Regions from separate parts of the Triticum aestivum genome. Here region 2 is linked to region 1. The links are chromatin contacts, called in public Hi-C maps. All regions are on one chromosome and are shown on one strand. The core of a region is the stretch at or near the end of the contact, and the rest is flanking DNA. Distances in the headings are between cores, read along the strand shown.

Region 1 (6,790 bases), core at 3,371-5,870:
TAACCACCCCCATAAATGCTTTTTTCAGTCTTCAGTGGAACTATTGGATTTATCTATATTTCCTTAATAAAGTTATCACCCACTGGTAGTACAACAACAACAAAAAATTACCAAAGGTGTTTGCAAGGCCAGAAACATAAGCAAAATTAATGCCAAAATAGCATGCAAGTTGAGCTTACATCATAAAGTTTTTTGTAGTCCAACCGTTGAACCTGCCGTTTTGTAGATGGTAAAATCACATCTGGGTCGATCTCAAGATCCTTGCTATGTGACATTGATGTGTTTGGCCGAACAGGGGCCCCTTCCAAGTCATTAGTACGACCTCCAACCTTAGGACCAGACGAAACTTCATCCTTACTACAAGACTTTGTAATCTCAGCACAGAACTCATCAGAGTCCGATGTGAAGTCTGACTCATCTTGCTTCTCTTCGATATCTTTATCTGAATCAGGACCTGCTGGATCATAGTCATCATCCTCCGAGTCCTCAGAAGGTAATCCAAGGTCATCAACTTTCACTTTCTCCTTCACGTGTTCTGAATTGTCAGAAGAGGTCATGAAATTTGAGTCATCAGAGTCTGAACCTTCATCCCCATCCTCTTCTGATGATCCTTCTGCGTGACCAGCCACATGTTCTTCGGATATATTGGGGTCGAAGTCATCATCTTCTGAATCGTCTGATGGAAGATCAGCTACATCATTTTGCATAGGCCCGTGTGCCACAGCAGCTGCCTCAGGAAAAACTTTCTGCAAAAATAATGTAGTATCATGGTGGAATATATTTCAAATTTATTTGACCTTGAAACAGCAAGTATTCTCAACAGTGAAACTGTTACCTCCCAAGAGTCATTAATGTCAAGATCTGTCCCTTGGAGTTCATTTATTAATTCTATACAGTCTATCTTGCAATCACATGCAGGGCAAAGCCATCCTTCCTCTCCCTCAGGAACTACAAAGGGAATGATCACATGAATGAATTAACACCAGAAATAATGGACCTTGGATACCATAAGAAATTGAGAAAATAAATATTACTATCTTTAGTCAGTAAAGGAGGGTTTAGACAATTCTGGTGGAACCCTCTGTCGCAGGCTCCGTCGCAGAGAATGATGTCATTATTCAATGTAGCTTCTTGCAAACTACAAGTGGCACAAACAATCTGCAAGATGGGTAGCATGGTCAATGATTAAAATGGTAAACATAACACAGCACAACATCAGAAAAGAAAAACGTGTTGACATACATCATCAGAAGATATCTTTCCTTCAGAATCAAACAAAGATTCCTCAAGCTTCCCCACAGTTAGAAGATGATCAAGATTCTGGAAAGCTTCTCGTATTCTTAATTTGCACCGCACGATCTCCTCCTTGGCTCGTTCAAGCTCCTTCTCAGGCCTTATCTTTTCCAAACTGCATGTTTGTGTATGGGTGAGTAATATTTCTATATTGCAACTCACGCTGCAAGGAATTCACAACTAAGAACATCCAAGAAGCTGTGTTGTTGACAATGAATGCGAACCAAAAGAAAAGAAAGCATGTTCATGCGCCTCTGATGAAATAACCAGTCAAATAAGAACATAAATTTAATTGAACCCTAAATTGGAACTGGGTGTGGACCAGTTGCCTAGTAGCGCTCGGCCGGCTGCGCGCCCAGCCCGCCACCCGCGTTCGAGCCTTGCGCTCCGCAGGGTGTGTGCCTGGGTTGTTTCTTCGTTGTTAAAATGCCACAGGGGCTAGTGCTGTTGGTCTAGGTTTTTTAACTGAACCCTAAATCATTCATTACAACTGGCACATTTAGAAATTTTAAATGTACATGAATGCAATATAACATCTGAAGACATAATAAAGACATCAATAGAATAAAATGATAAAGCGTGCAATAGGATACCCTTCTGCCAATTGTTTAGAACACAAAAAACCCTTTCCGTTCTTTCTTTTATCGAGAGGGACCAAAGAGACTCACATTGCAATTAATGGAGAGCTACATGAATGTAGACCTCATGACTCATGAGTGTATTTCTCAAACAAAATGAACAGATGGTAAGCCTGTCACTTGTCACTTTTATACTTCTAACTCGCACACTCATGGTTGATTAAATGCACATTAAATAGGAAAGACAAACAAAAAAAGAAGTGTTTTAGCTTAATGCCCAATTCAGGAACCTTTTAATTTTGTAATTACAAAAAATGGCCTTTTTTTGTACTTCTGTGCCGGTTCAGAATTATTACACTAATAGTGGTAAATCAGATCCATATGTATTATAAGTTGCTAGTTAATTCACACATATGCAGATGAAATAAATATAAGTGTTTCAAGAAGCAACAGCACCAAATACGCCTATGCAATAGTTCAACTAAAAGTGAATGCTCCCTCCAGTCCCCTTTGTAAGGTGTATTAGTTGCTTCACTAAGACCAAGGAGGAGCTTAGAGGGGTATTATGGATTTCACCCCTGCCTACAATGTGTATTAGTTCATTAATTTCCGGCAGCTGTTTAATTGGCCATCCAATCAAACGACCGGAGGAGTAAAGCAATAGTATGCATGCATGGTGTCCAGAATCATAATTGTTTGCTGTGGCTAGCTATCCAGAATAAGCAAGTAACATGCATGCACGCATGGATGTGGAACGACGTGTTGAAGGAGGGGCAGTGTGGATGGCGCAATAACTGCAGTATGATGGGATAACAACCGAGTTGGGCTAAGATCAGCGCAAACAGATAAATGCACCTTACAATCGGGAAATTTTGCTAACTAAAACACCTTATAGAACGAATGGAAGGGGTAATAACAAATGAAACTAAGCTACAAATGCAAAGGTGAATTCAGGAGAAGACGCCAGCAAATCAAATCAAATACATGAATAAAGAGGTGGCGAACCTTTGATTTTTCCAGCCTTCACTGGCATATGCTTCAAGAAAACTTTGGTGATAGTTCATCCGATTCAAAATGTATCTAATTCGCTTACGAATTTTCGATAACTCATCGTCCGGACCACCCTTTGTGGGTCTATCCCTCTTTATTCTTTTAGCAGCTGGTTTTACTAGAGTGTCCACAGAGTCGCTAGGTGGCTTCTTTGCGGCTTTTTCTGTTGGAGTTTGCACAGCATCACTAGGTGACTTATCTGCAACTGATCTAGAACGAAGAACCCTGACAGTACTCTCAGATGACTTCAAAGGATAAGTTCTACTTGACAATACTCGGGAGCCTTTCCTTCCCCTGTTAGCTGCCCTTTTGAAATTTTTCCTTTCCCCCGACGGGGATGTGTACGGAAAAGGAAAACTTTGATGCTTAAGGGCCTCAGGGTTCAGGCTAGAGTTTGCATAACTCCGAGTCTCAATAGTGTCCTCAGCACAGCCAGAAGTATTGCTTTTGTCCATCTGATGGCGGCCAGAAATTATTTTATATTCTAGTAAAAGAAAGAAGACGGCTTCGGAAAATTGTCTTCTTGCAGAGCGCAGTCGCAACAGAATATGGATCTGTACGTAGTTGCACCAAATGAACCAGCACCTGCAGCAAGTACACAAAGTATAATCAACATTTGTGGTTGTAAGAACTGATCACATATAACTTATCAAGCATTGATAGCTAACTTTGCATCTTCAAAAATTTTAAAGCCAGTACATTCATTCCATTACCAATACAAGATGTGCTTCATACTAAGTTATCTTCAGAATGGTACACGCCTAAGAGCGATTCACACACATCTATATAGCACATTGTTGCAATGAATGGGCGTTAAAAATCAGATCTACTGCTGCCAAGACAGGTGACTTGTTCTGAATGACAATAATTTATACCAGCACACACCTGGCCAGCAATATCAGCAATGTACTACTCCCTCCGTCCCATAATATAAGAGTCTTTTTGACACTAGTGTAGTGTCAAAAACGCTATATTATGGGACGGAGGGTACCATTTTCAATCCTACAGCTTTCTGTAATTTGCTACAGACAGTGACCAACTTCCGCAGTTGGCACTATCCATGAAGCCGTCTCAGAACTTGAACAGCTCATCTCACGCAATCTATAGTTGAAATCAGCCGAACTTCTCTGTTTACCCAAGGGCCAAGGGGGCAATGGCAAGCAATTATGATTTCCAGTTGGGCAATCAGCCGAATCAACCAGATACAGAGCCCCGACTGCCTGATCTAGCATGAGCGAACCATCAAAACCCTAGAAACCACGCCCCCTCTTCTAAACAGAACTCCCGAACCAATCCATCAACCACCGCTACGCTGAATCACGAAGCCCGCACAACCACGACTCAAACCCAGAACTACCGAACACCAGCGCACGAATCGCCCCCAGACCCACCGCCCTGGCGGAGACTAGGGCGCCGCAAACCACCGCTGCGCGAAATCTAGCTTGAATGCTTGGATTTGGCCGCGGGGGGAACTAAGAGACAGGGTCGAGGGAGTCGGGCGCGGGTGGCGGAGCGGGGCGGGACGGGGCGGAGCGGGGAGGAAGGGAGGCGGACCGGGTACTCACCGCGCTAGCGTCCGCCGCCGCCCGGCGAGGCGGTGATGGTCTGTCGCGAAGCACTGCACGACGGGCCGCTTCCTCGCGCGGACGGAGTGACGTGAGCGATTGGAGGCGAGCGGAGACTGAAAATAAAAGACACGAGGTGCGCGGCGCTGCTCCCAAACTGCCCCGCGGTAGGGTTTTTTTCTTTAGGCAAAACGGCCCCGCGGTAGGTGGCGTATGGCCTCTCGGCCCGGCCCACTTGTCCTCATGAGAGGGGTAGCTGTTTGGGCCTACCAAGAGAATGGCAAACCCTATTCGGCGCCTTTAGCGGAATATCCTATTTGACGCATACTGCGTCAAACTGTCGATCTTTCGCACAGGCTGGTTATCGAGCGCTGAAACTGGGCCGGCCCGTGACCCTGTAACAGCGCTTCCGGTTTTAGGAACCTTCCAAAGATTCCCAGCCGGTTTTTATCGGTTTTGGAAACCTTCTAGAAGGATCCTGAACCGGGTTTTTTTTGCTTTTTTTTAATTTTTCTTTTTTCTTTTTTGTTCTTTCTGTTTTTCTTTCCTTTTTCGTATTTTTCTTTTTCCTGTTTTTTCTGTTCAGAAATTTAAAAAAAATGAAAGTTAAAAAAATGTTATCGTCTTCAATTTCTGTTCACAATTTTTAAAAAATGTTCATGTTTGAAACAATCTTCAGGAAATTCGAAAACAATTCTTGTTTTTAATTTTTTTTGAAATTCAAAAAATGTTCTCTTTTTAAAATTTTGTTCATAGTTTCGAAAAGAATTCGTGTTTCGAAGAAGTTAAAGAATTTCAAAAAATGTTCCTATTTTGAAATTTGTTCATAATTTCATAAAAATGTTCATGTCCAAAATATGTTCAGTAGTTTAAAAAACTATTTTTGTTTCAAAATTTGTAAACCATTTCAGAAAAATATTCATGTTTAAAAAAATGTTCGCGGTTTCATCATTTTGTTCGCAATTTACAATAAATGTTTCCATGTTTCAAATTTTGTTTGCATTTAGCATACAATACAAATTGTGTTTGCATTAAAAATATTCTGTTTTAACTTTTTTGTTCTGAACATAAAAAATGTTCATGTTTTCCATTTTTTTTCAGAACTTAAAATCTGTTCGTGATCTCAGGAAATATTCGGAAATTTGAAAAAAGGTTCACATTTTTCGTAATTTGTTCGTTTTCTCAGAAATGGTTAAATTTTTGAAAAATTGTTCGTGCTTTGGAAAACTGTTCGGGATTTGCAGGATTTGTTCATGTTTAATTTTAAAGTGGGATTTCAAATAATCTTCACTTCTAAAAAAGGAATATAATGAAATTGCGGCATTTAAAAACTGCTCACTATTTTTAAGAAATGTTTTCAAAATCTCAAAAAGACAGACAGAAAATACATCGCAACTGGGGTTCGATCCAGCGCTAGGGCGCTTCCACACGGAGAGGCCAACCACTGGACCAGCCAACTGCTTATGGACAATAACAGCGCGAAGTTTTTAAAAGGATAGAAACGCAGACGCGAAATTTCTTGCACATTACACTGTAGCGTTTATATTTTCTAATTATTTCAAAACATGTCACATATTATAGATGAAGTTCATGAGCATGCAAAAAAAGTTCACCAAATTGAAAAGGTTCAGGTATTAAAAAAAGTTCACGAATTCAAAAGAAGTTCATCGATTTTCAAAATAGTTCACCGAGTTTGAAAAAGTTCATTGAATTTGGAAAAGTTCATTGATTTTGAAAAAAGTTCATCGATTTTCAAAAAAAGTTCATAGTTTTTGAAAAAAGTTCATTGTATTTGAAACAAAGTTCACTGTTTTTGAAATTTGTGAACTCTTTTCAAATCGATGAACTTTTTTCAGTTTTGAAAAAAGTTCATCGATTTGAAAAGAGTTCATGAATTTCAAAAAGAAATTCATCGGATTTGAAAATAGTTCATGGGATTCGAGAAAAAGTCCATCACATATGAAAAAGTTCATCATAATTGGAAAAAGTTCATCGAATCTGAGAAAAGTTCATCGAATTTGAGAAAAGTTCATCATAATTATAAAAAGTTCATCGAATCCGAAAAAAAGTTCATCGATTTTGAAAAAAGTTCGGCGGATTTGAAAAAAAGTTCATTGATTTGAAAACAGTTCATCAGAAAAATGAAAAAAAAAGTTACTGGATTTAAAAAACTACACATATTTGAAAAAAGTTCATCTAATTTCAAAATAAGTTCATTGATTTGACGAAAAAGTTCATGTATGTGCCAGATAATTTATTGTCTCAGGAATAAAAAATAGAAAACAAAAAGCAAAAAGCAAAACG
Region 2 (6,790 bases), core at 1,738-4,237, 630 kb after region 1:
CTTGCATCCAAATTCTGCTAGCAAGAGGTCTTTCTCATCCACAAGAAGATAAACATATACTTTTCATTTCATAAAGTCTTGTCTTTTCCGTTTGAAAAAAATCATAGACAAAATGGTATACTTACAAATCTTGGCGCAAAATTGCGACCATGTCCGATTAAAAATAGCTTAAAGAGAAATTTTATAAGCTCAAGGTGTATCTAAACCTCTTGTCTTGTCGATATTTTTGTATACTATAAATTCTGAAAATAGATATGCACTCTGAATTACAGAAGTTATCCAAAAGTTCACTCTATATGTCATGATGTTTGGGAGAAACCAAAAAGTGGAAACCTATGGATTTTATATACATATATTTTCTACCACTTGTTCTTTTTCATATATGTCACCCATCTTTGGCTTTTTCTCCCATTTTTCTTTGTGCGATTTTGCATAACATTGTAGTACACTCATGATATTTTCTCTGATAAGTATTTGGGTTTGTGATTTTATTCCCACAAAACCATCCCATGTCTAAAGCTAGAGGGTGGTCCTGCCCCATGCTTAAGCCACAACTTTATAAGAGTTATCACAATTCCCTCCCAGGATGGGTATGATCAGAAGAAAATTTGCTTCAAATTTGGATATAGCATGAAGTGAATTCATGGTTTTGCTTAAATTTTTCATTACCTTTCTGGAGCAAAGAAAACACATCTGAGAAATAAAGTGTGCATGCAGCCAGCATGGTATAGGCATGGATTTTTGCTCTCTAAACTTTAGTGTATCAAAATATTTCCGAGTCTCTCTGAAAATAATGTTTAGCATAGTTAGAATGGAACATAGACTCCGGATATTTCCTTGCAACAAAAGGCAACAGAAAAAGCCACGAAAGGAACATAAAAATGGCAATCCAAAGAAAAGGGACATCACAATGATAGTGGAGAATCGTCCATCGCAGTGGATCAGATCATTTGTACCTCACTCGATGCTTACAAGAAGTCACTCAATATCATAGCCACCGCTGAAAACACATAGTTGCAAGGACTTTACCTTTCCATATCTCGTGTGAAATATCTCCCGATTCTTTGCGTGCAAGCACTCGAGGTAAACCGCACCGAGGACGATGGTACCGATCTCCTTCAAACTACGAGGACGACAGGGTTAAGGGTTTTTGCTTTGTCTCTTTTGATATGGCGGAAACAATTAGCAAGTATTGAGAGCCCTATAATAAGTTACAAAAATAGGTGAAAAATAATTCGTGATAAACTTGTCAATGCAATTTTGGTAAAAAGGTACGTATGACCACATGAGAGCTACGGGACACACTATGAGTTATGCAACCTTCTGGCTACCGAGAAAGAAAACAAAAATCATCACGGGATTTTTCCTGTCATATTTGACATGGACATGCTAGCTGCTCGCATCCATTCTTTACATATACATGGATCTTTCTTATCTTTGAAACAGTAGTTCGGCACTCAAAAGATACTCTTCTTGCTAAGTTTCGAAAACGAGATTGTTTTTTTTTATGAAAGCAATCTCATGGGATATTGTGTATGTACTCATATACATGCCAGGTCGAGACCCACTAGATTATTAGCCTATCATGCACGGTGCTGATCGTTAAGTAGTGTATGTGACAACTTCCACGGCATTTGCCAAGGGACCGCCCCTGCATCTGCATGCACAGAGCTTCCACAATGCCATCATTTTCTCGTACTATTCTCCCGGGCGGGCGGGGCCGGGGCTGACATCACGACGCGCCGCGGCTGGAAACGGAAAGCAGACTGGGCAGCGGCATGCATGCATGTGCCCCTGCGATCCACGGAGGAACCGAACCAAATCCTCATCGGTAATCGCGCCCCGGCCGGGCGCGCGACACCGCCACCTTTTATCCGATCTCGCCCAGATCTCGGCGCGGACACACGCGCGCGCGGTGTCAGTCAGTGTGGTACGCTACTGCTAGTGCTAGTGCTACTTGGAGGTGGCAGTACTGCCATGCGTATGCATGTTGCAACTTGTTGTGGTTTTATGCCTGGGGTGAGTGAGATCACGATCGAATCCGCGGCCCCTTTTCCTGGCATCGATCCGTCGTCCCGAGCAACTTGCAAAAGCTTGAGAATTGCAAAAAAAAAAAAAAAAAAAAAAAAAAAACTTGCAAAAGCTTGATGTGTTGCAGCGCTAGACAGTACCAAGTACCTTGCGTAGTTCCTCCCCTTTTCTTCCTTTTATGAGGATAAACGAGCTAGCTACCTGTAGCCGATAATATTCGAACCTGCATTCACCAGCAGTACAGTTTTCTACAGAGGACCCGTCGCTGTGACCTGTGAGAATGACACGCAAGGCTTGCATTATGTGCGTTTACATATATAGAACCGTCACATAGTACTACATTGAATCTGCGGCCCTTTTTGTGGCATCGATCCATCGCCAGGCCAACTTGCAAAAGGAAAAGGTTGATGTGTTCCAGTGCAGCGCTAGATAGATAGTATTGCAGGAGCAGTACCAATTACCTTGCGTGACCCCTCCCATTTTCATCCTTTCGGGAGGATAATATTCGAACAAGCATAGCATGCAGCAGTACAATTTTCTTGTCTACAAGATACTTTTTTTGAATATCAGTACAGACACAAGCGCTCATACATATGCGCATACCTCTGAAAGACCGAGCAGTCACCGTAGGCGTCTCGTCGTCGACGGGAACGTCTCCTCCCACTGAAAGCGCATCGCCGAAAATCCTGAAATAAATTCAGAAATAATGCGAACACCAGACTTGAACCCTGATGGGCTGAACCACTGTCCCTCTAACCATCCAACCACAGGTTGGTTCGCTGTCTACAAGGTACTTGTCTCTGTGAGAATGACACATAAGGCAGTACGTGCGTACACTAGCAGATCCTACGAAGGAGTATACATATAGATTTCGAAATACTTCTACTACTACACCTGTGGACTGTCGTGCATGGACTACAGCTAGCTAGCGCGTGTGGTGGTGCGTAGCCTGGCCCTGGCCCTGGCCCTGGGCGTGCATGCAAGTGGCAGGGCGCGTGCGTATCCCGCCCCGCCACGTGTCGGGAATGTGCGTGGCGGCAGATACATCGAGATCATTCGCTCCTCCGGCCATGCCACGATCGATCAAGGCATGCTTTTATCGGAGAGATGGACTCATGGACACGGACGTGCCGGATATGACGAGATCGCCGGTCGAATGCCCTGCCGGGAACACGAGAGGGACAAAAATCACCCATCTCCGTGGAAGCACGTGGACTTCATCTGGTGCAGAAGCTTCAAGCAAGCGACGTTTTTTTTCCTGAACTGAAACAGGGCGCCCCTATATCTCGCCTTCAGCGACACAGGACAAGGGCGCATCTAGTGGGGTGCCTTGGGTGCCATGTCACCCCCTCCAAAATTACAAAATAAATTTTTCTATATACTTAAGAGTAAATATTCATTGAGTTGTTGCTATTTTAAGACTTTTTGTTGAGACTATAATGATGTTTAGTGTAAATTTAGAACTATGGAACCGCCAATTCTGCGGTTCTAGGTCCGACACTGACACGAGAGGAACCATCGCTGAAGGGTGGTTCGAGTTGGGCCGGCCCAGGCTCCCGGGAACAACAACCTATTTTTTCTTGCCTTTTCATGTGTTTTTTTCTTTTGTTTATACTTCCAATATTGTAAGTAAATATATTTTTAAAACTATTCTACATAAAAAATATTTGAAAAATGTTGACCAAAATGCGTTAAATATGATTAAAGAAATAGTGTATCCCATAAAAAATGTGTATACAAAAAAATCTGTATGAAACAATTTGATCGTGTATTAGAAAATGTTAATCAAGCATTTGAGAAAAAGTTGAATAAGTGTCTGAAAAATCTAAATCAAGCACTGGGATAATGTTAAATGTGTACAGAAAAAAAATGTTGGCTAGGTATTTAAAATATGATTAAAACAATTGATCGTTTATATAAAAAATTGTTCATAGAGCATTTGAAAAAATTTAGATGTGTATAGAAAACTTGTTGACCATGTATTAAAATTTTCATATAAAAGTTGCTCATGTATATAAAAAATGTTAATCAAACATTTGAAAAAATGTTGAATAAGTATTTGAAAAAAAATATGTTACTCAATCATTTGAAAAATGTAAGATGTGTATAGAAAAGATGTTGAGCATGCATTCAAAATTTGATCATGTATATATAAATGTTAATCAAACATTTGAAAAAAATGAACAGTTATTTGAAAGAAATGTTAATCAAGCATTTGAAAATGTAAATGTGTTTTGAAAAATGTTGACCATCTATTCAAAAAATGTAAATATTGTATTTAAAAAAGGTTAACCAAGCATTTGAAAAATGATAATGTGCATAAAAAGTGTGGACCATGTGTTAGGAAATGTTAATTAAGCATTTGAAAAGGTTTAAAACTGTGTATATGAAAGATGTTGACCATGTAATAAAAATCTTAATCTTGTGTTTTAAAAAATGTCAGTCAAGCATTTGAAAAATGTTAAAATTATTCTTAGAAAAATGTTGTACATGCATTATAATATGTTAAGTTTGTATTGAAAATTGTTAAGCGTGTATTAGAAAAATATTGTTCACATATACAAAAATATAGAATGAAAACCAATAGGAAACGTAGAACCAAAAAGTAAAAAGGAAAAGAGACCAAATAAACCAGTGGAAAAAAAATAAAACCACAGAAATGAATGCAAACAGAATGAAAAGACTGCTAAAAACAATGAAAAACAAAAACAAAATAAATAAAATGGAGATGATATGACAAAACCTAAGAATAAAGAGAAAATAGAAAAACTCAGAGAAAACCAAACAAAATGAAGAAAAATAAAAAAAAGTAAAAACAGGGAAAGAATATTTCCCATTATTAAACATGTTAATCTCATATTTAAAAGTTGTTAATCAAGCATTTAAAATGTGAAATGTGTCTTAGAAAATGTATTAGATACATACAAAAAACTTGTATAGAAAAACAATGAAACCTGAGAGAAAACAAAGAAATCTATTGAAAAACGACAAAGAAACCAAAAAAACCGAATAAAACAATAAAAAAGAAAAAAATCAGGTAAAACGTGAGAAAGAAATAAAGAAACTAAAGAAAAACAACAAAAAGGAATGAAAAGAGAGAAACCAGAGGAAAAACGAAGAAAACCCCGTGAAAGAACGAAAAAAAGGAGAATCATTTTGAAAACCGTGTCAAGTATGTCTCGCCTCGATTAATTATCAAGAACTGGACAAGGCGTAATGGCTAGCAGCGGGGGTGATCACCGAAAATTTCACGTTAATTTGAGAGAAGCAGGAATCAAACTCATCACGTCCAAGTAAATGCACAGAAGGGTTAACCACTGCACCAGCCTCAGTCTACTGATTATTGGAGGAAAGCACAACTCTTTAATCTTTCATACAGTACAAACATTAAATATATGCTATTACTTAATACCCTGTATAAATTATTTGAAAAAAGGAAACATCAATTTGGAAAGGCATTGGTATAAGCCATGAATTGAAAGGAAAAGTTCGCAAAAATGTAAAAAGTTCATGAATTCATAAAAAGTTCATCGAATTTGAAAAAAGTTCATAGAATTTCAAAACAAATGTTCATAGAATTTGAAAAAAATGTTCATCGAATTTGAAAAAAAGTTCAAAAAATCACGAAAATTTTCATTTATTTTCAAAAAAGTTCACGCATTTAAAAAAAAGTTTACGAATTTTAGAAAAAACGTGCAATAAAGAAAACAAAAAAGATGAAAAAAAGAAAAGAGAATAAACCGAGCTGAAGAATAAAAACAGAAAAATAAACTACTTTAACACTTGCGGGTGGATAGCCTGGTGGCTTGAACCGAACCCTTACTACGAAAGGGTTGGGAGCCCCTGTCCCCTTTTGCAAATTGCACTGTAACGGGCACCTGCAGCGCAAATAAGAAATGCCTTTCTCTCCTTTCCCTTCTCCATTTTGTTTTAACTGAGTGTGAATGGGCCGGCCCAATAACTGTAAACGCTTGGCCCATGTGAGATATATGAATGGAAAAAGGAAAGGGACAAGGGCGGTCGTCACTTGGCACGAAGGCCGCTGGCCGCCAACATGGGCCTTTGTATCAGGATTCCAAGTGTGGGATTTCCCGACCGCACAGCTTGGACTTTCCTTTTTATTTTCCATATCAGGTTCTTGAATATGTTTTTTCATCCGTTGACAGTAGAGCACTTGTGCAGAGACCTCCTAATCCCCGCGTGTTTCGGAGTATAACCCCCAGACGCGGCGATCCTATCTCTCACGTAGGTCGGGGAATAGGCAGCAAACACGACCCGACCCTCACCCCCACAAACACACAATTGCTCGCATTGATGTAGGCTGACACATTGAGGAATTCCACGTGCCATTCTCCCACCAGTTTTGGGAAAGTCCCTGAATCTGTTTTCCTTTTCTATGTGTTTTTCCTTTTGGGTTTATTTTTTGTTCTTTTCTTTTCCTTTTTATAAGTTTTTTCTTCCATTTTAAATTCACATTAGGTTTTAAACTCAGGAACATGTTTGAAATCCTTGAACAATTTTTGAATTCATTTTTAAAACAAATTGGGATTAATTTTAGTTCCGCAAAAAAACACGAACAATTTTATAATCGACATGTTTAACTGATGCACATTTCTCATATGCGAAAAAATATATAAGTTCAGAAAAAAAATCTAAAAAGGAGTATGCAAACAATTTTTGATATTCATGAATATTTTTCTGGATTTTCAAATATTTCTAAAATTCATGAACAGTTTTTAAAATCAGGAACATTTTTTAA

The links. Hi-C and Micro-C count contacts between places; a contact is called where the count stands out from the background.
Region 2: a Hi-C map of leaf shows a contact between it and region 1, with 7 times the contacts expected there. The contact joins the enhancer-like site here to the promoter of LOC123140265 in region 1. A contact is called at or near these places in 2 of 5 Hi-C or Micro-C datasets (both in leaf).

The regions. Positions count from the first base shown.
Region 1 is chr1B:588,738,053-588,744,842 of IWGSC CS RefSeq v2.1, forward strand. LOC123140265 (homeobox protein HOX1A) reads right to left here and starts at 4,621. Exons shown (of 12, transcript XM_044559905.1): 1 at 4,487-4,621; 2 at 2,877-3,506; 3 at 1,243-1,408; 4 at 1,035-1,158; 5 at 836-948; 6 at 180-746. The coding sequence starts at 3,376.
Region 2 is chr1B:589,371,719-589,378,508 of IWGSC CS RefSeq v2.1, forward strand. No RefSeq gene overlaps it. Among protein-coding and RNA genes, the nearest start is that of LOC123140333, 210 kb to the right of the region's middle. Within about 2 kb of position 2,988, at least 2 of the 8 cell types and tissues checked have an H3K27ac peak or open chromatin away from gene starts, as enhancers often do. A contact at or near this core is called in leaf, where this site is marked.